Linked DNA regions of Mus musculus: region 1 is linked to region 2. A link is a contact called in public Hi-C data. All regions are on one chromosome and are shown on one strand. The core of a region is the stretch at or near the end of the contact, and the rest is flanking DNA. Distances in the headings are between cores, read along the strand shown.

Region 1 (4,014 bases), core at 964-3,463, 180 kb after region 2:
GAAATTCTGGAGGTAGGGTTGGTTTAGGTTTTGTGTGTGTGTGTGTGTGTGTGTGTGTGTGTGTTTTGTTTTGTTTTGTTTTCTCTTCCTCTCAAACATTATTTCTCTGGAAAGTGAAATATATTCATTCCAAATTTCCTATTTAGGCTGATAGGTATTTGTCATGATGTGACATGCTGTATATTTCACTATGGCATATCAAAAGCATCCAAAAATACATATTTTTGATTAGGTAAGTCAAGCCATCCAGCACAAGAAAACTCAAATCCCCTCTCTGGAAACTGCTGGACCAGAGCTTATTCAGAAGGTAACTGGAAAGTTGTCAGGGGCTCAGCTTTTCAGGGAGGGAGGAGTAGCCCTAATGAGACACAAGAAAACAAAAACCTCACTTATAGAAATGGGAAGCCTGCTGGAGGCTGTGGGAGGGAGAATGCAGCAGATGCCCTTCTTAAATTAGGTTAGTTTACAGAGGATTGCGACTACCAGGATGCCTTAATGTGAATGAGTCTTGACATGATCCCTGGAACTTGGAAACTCAGTCTGTTATTGAGCAGTTGCTCTGCCTTGACATCTGCATATTTTGGACACAGACAGTTTATACCTTCTGCAAGCTCCTCATTCAAAGTTGACATGGAAGTTGCCAGGGGTATAATTTGCAGCCCTCTCCAGATGTTTGGGGTGGCAGTAGATTGGACCATGACAGGAATGTGACACGCCAATAATTGTTCTGGATTATCTTTCCCCTTATCTAGAGAAGTGAACACCAAATGTAGTGAAATATGAGCAATATTAATATAGAGTTAAGGAAGAGAAAGGAGGCCTTTGTATTCTCAGAGCAGGAACTCTATGAATCATACTTCATCTTCATTAAATCTGACTTTTTAAAACAGTCTGTGTGGGATAGATCTGACCCAAGCTTGTACTTCATTCCCCATTCATCCTGCCAGCTATTGGGCTCAAAGGCAGGTTTGCTGAACCTTGGTATTATTGACATCTTGTTCCTGATACTTCCTGGAAAGGGAAGAGCTGTTCTGTTCACTAAATAGTGTTTAGAAGCAGCTCTGGCCTCCAGGTACTTGATACCAACAGCATTTTTCCTATCATGACACAAAAATTGTCTCCAGATATTTCCAGGTGTCTTTCAGGATGGGAGGACTAAAGGGCACTTGCTGAAGAACCACTCTTACAAGAATTTTGGAAAAGTGATTCCACAGTTTCCCATGGCAAGTCATATGATGATCCTCAAACTTTTGTATCCCATTGACATCATCCAGATTAGATCTGTCTTAATCACTAAGAAACAGTACTCAGGTTGTCCTCCTCTTGTTAATGAAATTTCCAATGAGACACAATTCTTGCCCATAAATAATATATGACTATAACATCACAAAACCCTGCTTATTAGCAAATGATAAAGATAAATATGTTATGTGTGTGAGCTGAAAGTATCTATGTGATGAGACATCTCACAACCAAAACAGGGTACATCTAGTACTTCATTCCGTATTATCTAGTCAATCATAGCAAAAGCAAAGCATTCCACAGCAAAGGACAAGTGATAGTAGTTCAATTACAAACCCTGCCTGAGAGCAATGAAATAGTGAGGTCCATAAAAGACCAGCGGTAGAAATGTTTTAATGCTCAAGAGAATAAGGAGGTCAGATGACCAAATGGTGTTGTAAACTGAAAAAAAAAACTTAATGTCATAAATCAATATAGTTAGCTGAATATATGAGGAGTAAATTTTAGTAACCTTCCTTTCTTCCCATTTCTTTTGTATATACACACACATACAAACACACGAACACCCAACTTACTTGGTAACATATTTTAACAAGAATTTGGATTCCATTTTACCCTATGACAATTATAACCTCTGGCCCTCATCAGTGGAGACCATCTTCAAGAAGACACTATTTTTATAGTGTGTATATAATTAATTTTAAAATGTTTAATGTATCATGAAATCCTTTCTAAAATTTTATTTTTTACTCATGAAGTATAGAACCTTCTTTGGTGGAGGAGAGTTCATCTCTTACATCCTGCCATGACTTGGATATGGTTTGCCTCCGGTGATCTTGCTGTCAGAGATCTGATGCTTAGCATTGCACTGTGGGGATAGTAAGGTACATTTCGGTGAGAGATCCATCAGTAACTGTAGCTACCACCTTGGAAGGGAATAATGGTTTTCTGAAGTTGAGTTCTTTTGTGAGCATTGTTATAAAATCTTGACCCTGACCACCAAATATTTCTCTCTGGTTTCCCATCTAAAAATGTATCTGCTTGTCCAAAACACTCTAACTATAACAATTCTCCATTAGGTAACACAGGTAAAGGGCCTCTGTTTGGACTTTCAATATCCAGACTTTTATAGTTATCCTCCATTGAATATAGTATCATAGCAATAAAATTTTAACTAACACAGAAAGGCCTATTAGATTCCCTAGTATAGAGCACTGTAAGTTAGTAACAGAAAGAACCTGCATTTTTATAGAACTGTTCAATGTAGGACTTTCCAACGTATTACATCCAATGATTCTCACATGTACAAATGTCCTCATGTAACAACTGGAAACTAAAGTTGAATTTGTTTTCAGGGCCATCTGGGAAGAAGACTAAACAGTTCTCTGATTTCCATTTCCATCAGAAAACACATCAATGATCTGAAAAAAAATTTAATATAAAAGAGACACATTGGTTGCTAAAACTGTTCAGTGCTGTCAGATTAGATGTTTTGTCTGAATGATGGAAGATGAGTTTTTTAATGAAGAGATGAAACAAAGTATATGACATTTAGCATTAATAGGTTTTTCTGTTTTCAACTTAAAGTGTTTGATGAAAGATATGCTTTGAGAATAGTAGCATTAAGTCCCCCTACAGCATACACAGCAGTAGACTTCACCCTGTCCCTTATACTCCATTTTTCAGCCTATGACTCTGCTTGCATTCCTGGAGGCCACTCTGGGCCAGGCACCCCAGGCCAAACTGGCACTAGGGACCCAAGAGGCAAGGTTAGCAACTAAACCCGCAGAGCTCACACAGGCCACACAAATACCCATTCAACAGAGATAAATTCAGAAATCAGTATCTAAAATTATAGTAACAAAACCTAAATGGCTAATGGACAGCATAAGAACACAATCAACAAGATCTAGGGCAATATTGCACTACCACAGCCTAGGCATCCTATTACAGCAAGCTCTGGGTATCCTAACACAGATCAAGTACAAGAAAATGATTTTGAATCCAACCTTATGGAGATGATAGAAGTCTTTAAAGAGAAAATTAGTACATCCCTTAAAGAAACACAGGAAAACACAATTGAACAGGTGAAGGAAATGAATAAAACAGTTTAAGACCTGAAAATGTAAATAGAAGCAATTAAGAAAACACAAACTTAGAGAATCTTGGATATGGAAAACCTAGGTAAAAGAACAAAAACAGCTGACACAAGCATTACCAACAGAATACAAGAGATGGAAGAGAAAATCTCAGAGGAAGAAGCTATGATAAAAGAAGTTGATACATTCCTCAAAGAAAATGTTAAATCAAAAAATTTTTTCTGACACAAACATCCGGAAAATCTGGGACACTGAAAATACTTAACCCAATAATACTAGGAATAGAAGAAGGAGAAGATTACCAGCTCCTACAAACCAGAAGATATTTTCAACAAAATCATAGAAGAAAAATTTCCTAACCTAAAGAAAGAGGTGCCTATAAATGAACAAGAAGCTTAGAGAACACCAAATAGATTGGATCAAAAAAAGAACATACTTCTGCCACATAAGCAAAACACTAAATGTATAAAACAAACAAAGAATAGTAAAAGCCACAAGAGAAAAAGGGCAAGTGTTATATAAAGGCAGGCCTATTAAAATTATACACAACTTCTCAGCAGAAACACTAGATGCCATCCCAGACTACTATGCCTAGCAAAATTTAAATCACCATAAGTAGAGAAAACAATATATTCCATGACAAAACCATATTTAAACAATATGCACAAATCTA
Region 2 (3,683 bases), core at 368-2,867:
CTGAGTTGTTACTGGTTAGTTCCAATGCTTGTTGATTGGACCCTGGGGTTTTTTTCCCCCAGAAAACTGTTTTATTTCTTCCTTGTCTTCGTATTTCTTAAGTCTCACTTCGACTCTTTTCCTCTAAACTCCATCATGTTTTCTCCCCTGGGGTGGGGTGAAGGGGTTGGTGGGCAGGGGCAGGCGTAGATAGAGCAGATCAGAGGAAGTAGACCAGAAGGTTGAACTTAAAAAACTCAGCTACACTCCGGGCAGGGGTTGATTATCTACGAGTAATTTGCCCTCCAGCCTAGTCTGGTAAGAATGGGTGTGCACACTTTCAGCCAAATTGCTAGAGAAATGTAAGCATTTCTCCAGCTGCTGCACTCACAAACTGCCCAGAAACAATCTTCTCTCTTAGATACCTGAGTTAGGGACTACTGTGTGCTCTGACCTGGAAACCTGGCCAGTGCTCTGGTCCAAGCCATGCACACCATACAAACACATCTTGATGCTACCCTTCTAAACCCTGCTTGCTTTCCTCCGGACTACCTGCTAGGTCACCTTTTCCAGGGCCATCTGTTCATCATTCCCATCTCTAAACTGTGCCTCACACGGTCTCACTGCCTGGCTTCTGTCTAGAGCCGCAAATGTGCAAGGGTCTGCTTTCTCGACCCAAGGAGCTCTGCCTTAAGCAGCTCTTTGACCAGACTGACTCGCTCCCCATCCAAGCCAATGAGGAAAGGCTTGCTTTCAGCTTCTTGCCCCATTCAGCTCTTTGTCAAGGACAGTGATCCTGCTGCCACCACAGATCCCGAACTTTCATCACTCTTCAGAAAGCGCTTTGTCTCTTTAAAGGAGACTGGGGACGAATATTAATGATTCCAGTAGATTCTAACAGCAAAGCTATCAAATTCTCCCAAGTCCATGCCAGCGATGGTCTCAGTGACGTTCTGGAGCCGAACTCTTAAGATAGCCAGCTCCCTCCCATAGCGAGCGCACCACGGAGCCACAGACTAAGGAACCTGACCTGCCTACTCCCCAGCCCCCGCCAGAATCTTCAAGGAAAACCGTAGAAAAAGGTCTCAGGGAGCGATCCTGGAACCACCTTCTCCTCTGCCCCAGCCCTCCGGACACAGTCTGCTTCTGAAGCCCAGGGGAAGCAGTCACCTTGACACCCCGTGCCAGGGTCTTCCAAGATTTGGAAAACCCGGGGACCCACCCCCTGGATGAGCATCCTTCCCGCAGACACAGGCGAAGTTAGCACTGGGTGTAAAATGAAGCAGGGCGAGGCAGGGGCAGTGGGCACCTACCTGGGATGGCTAAATTGGTGAGGGGGATGCTGTGGATGCTCTCAGGCAGAGTTGCCATCCAGTCGGCGAATTTCAGCTCGTTTTTCCCCTGAGATGAGGCCATGGTGCCGGTCTGCTTGCCGCCGCGCTAGTCGCCACACTCCTAGGCACAGGCTGGCAGCTGCTGCCGTTAAGCCAATGTTTGCTTCGGCCCCGCTAGAGTTTACACTCCGCTCTGCGCCACACCCACAGGATGGCGCAGACACATGCTCATTTTAATAATTATTCAAAAACACCCCATGCTCCCTCCTTGCCTTGCCAGACTCCACTGCCGGGGCTTTTGTTCCTGACGTCCGTGCTCTGCTCTCTGCTCTTTCCCCTCCCTCCAGACTCCCTCCTCCCGTCTCACCCCTCCTAGGTGGCTCTGCCTTTCTTTGCCATTTTGCAGCTTCCCACCTCTTCTTGTTATTAGTCCTTCATCCTTAAAACAAACAAACAAACAAACATACAAAAATAAAATTTAAAAACTTCGTTTTCCGAGCTGCTTTGTCCCTCGTCTTTCTCTGTCCCTTGGTGAGAGTTCCTAGTCCAGTTTGCATGAAAGGCAGTCTTGCGGTCGAATCTAAAAATCCTGGTAGACTTTGGCATGTTGTTACCTCCTGAAGAGCAAATTCATCTTTGGCTCTCAACACTTTCCATTCTTCCCAAAGAGTGTTCCTTTCCCTAAGCCACAAAAGAGTGTGCCCTTTCTCAGCAAAGAGTCCTCCGACTTATTTATACAAAATGGAGGTCTTTATTTATCACTTTGCCTGATGTTTTAAGGAGCTGATTGATACACGTGGTGAGCAGGAAGGACAGTATATTCTCTTCTATATTAATCCCTGGTCCCAGGCATTTCACGGGTCAAGGGGCACTGCCACAGGTTGTGAAGACCTTCATTGATGCAGTTCCTTTCTGGGTTTCACGGCACTCAGGAAAAGATGAAAGTCTGGGACTGGAAGGAACCACGTCTCCCAATGACATGCTGTAATTACTGCCAGTAGCATTTGGTGGAATGTATTTGGCACCACTTGAAGTGATCTATGTGATTGTTTGGATCTTCATTCCTTGGCAGACTAAAGAGATGTGTCTCTCCAGAGAGAAATCGCTCATGTGGCTCCAGAGAAATGTCTGGGTCCACCTGTTCCGCAGTGAGAAAGAGAAAGAATCTAACCTTACAAATGTGGCAAGACCAGCATTGGCCTGAACAGGACTGTATGAGTCAGAGTGACCATGTGCTAGGCCATTACCACTCAGAGACTAAGGATGGGCAAAAGGAGCTGGCTTTCCTATGGAGGGACGTGTAAATTCTATTCCCAGAGGAAATCCTATTAGGCTGAAGAAATTAGAATCAAGGTTGGAGAGACAGCACTGAGCAACATGAGAGTAATCATTTCAGTTCAGTAAACCCATTTAACATTTTAAAAGCCCCAGAGCCTTTTTATTTTGTGCAAGGATGCTGTGACCAAAGAAAATTCCCTATCTATTCGAAATTACTTTGGGGGAAGGTAGAGGGAGGAGAGAGGATGTCTAACTCTTTTGATCAAATTTTCTTACTCTCCCCATGGAAACAGTCCATCGTGTCTTGAAGACATGGTTGGTCTATCTTTAGGAATGAGGATGAGATGTACTGAAACTTCTGCTCAGAGAACTCTTTACATTCTCGGTAGCACAGCACATCCTTGTATGCTTTTAGCTAGAATGCGAATCATCTCTGCTTGTTGGCAAAGAGATTTATAAGCCCCGCTCTTCTGACTAATGCCAGTGTTTTAAGGGTAACACATTGAGGCAGCAACTCAGAATCACACTGGAGAGTTAGCCACACTGTGTGTGAGCAAAGTCCTCCAGTGCCTGTTAGTCCTGTGTTTTCCATTACACAGTCATGACTACTGAGAGACTTGTGGTGACACTTTCAGGTGTGCTTGCTGAAATAGCAGGATCTGCACCCTCACTTTTCCTTGTCTATTTGGAGACTATTCTAGACTTTGAAAGTATTCTTTCCAGGGTGGTCAATTAATTATGCAACCTGTGAGGTATTGTTCTGTAAGATGTACTTCAAAAATACTCTTTATCCAAATGTATTGTGAGGATGTGTCCTAAAAAGTTTAGGAAACAGTTTATAAAAGACGATTGTCCTAAAGTAGAATTGCCTCTTCTTTGGGAAACTTCAGTGTTTGCTCTTAAGGCCTTCAACTGATTGGATGAGGTCAATACATATGATGGCAGGTAATCTGCTCCATTCAAAATGACTATAAAAGCTACTTCATCTACAAACATCTGCATAGCAGCCTCTACTGTAGTATTTGAACAAATAGTTAACCATCATAATTCAGCCAAGTTGTGACTCAAGAAATCAACATACTCACTGTAAAA

Evidence for each region. A called contact is a pair of places that touch in the nucleus more often than the background predicts.
Region 1: a Hi-C map of the N1E-115 cell line shows a contact between it and region 2, with 2.5 times the contacts expected there. The contact joins the enhancer-like site here to the promoter of Plcxd3 in region 2. A contact is called at or near these places in 1 of 39 promoter capture datasets (embryonic stem cells), 1 of 484 Hi-C or Micro-C datasets (the N1E-115 cell line) and 2 of 9 other capture datasets (adipose tissue and liver).

Annotation. Positions count from the first base shown.
Region 1 is chr15:4,193,475-4,197,488 of GRCm38.p6, reverse strand. No RefSeq gene overlaps it. Among named protein-coding and RNA genes, the nearest start is that of BC037032, 170 kb to the right of the region's middle. Within about 2 kb of position 2,213, at least 1 of the 459 cell types and tissues checked has an H3K27ac peak or open chromatin away from gene starts, as enhancers often do. A contact at or near this core is called in the N1E-115 cell line, where this site is marked.
Region 2 is chr15:4,373,425-4,377,107 of GRCm38.p6, reverse strand. Plcxd3 (phosphatidylinositol-specific phospholipase C, X domain containing 3) reads right to left here and starts at 1,617. Exons shown (of 3, transcript NM_177355.3): 1 at 1,293-1,617. The coding sequence starts at 1,395.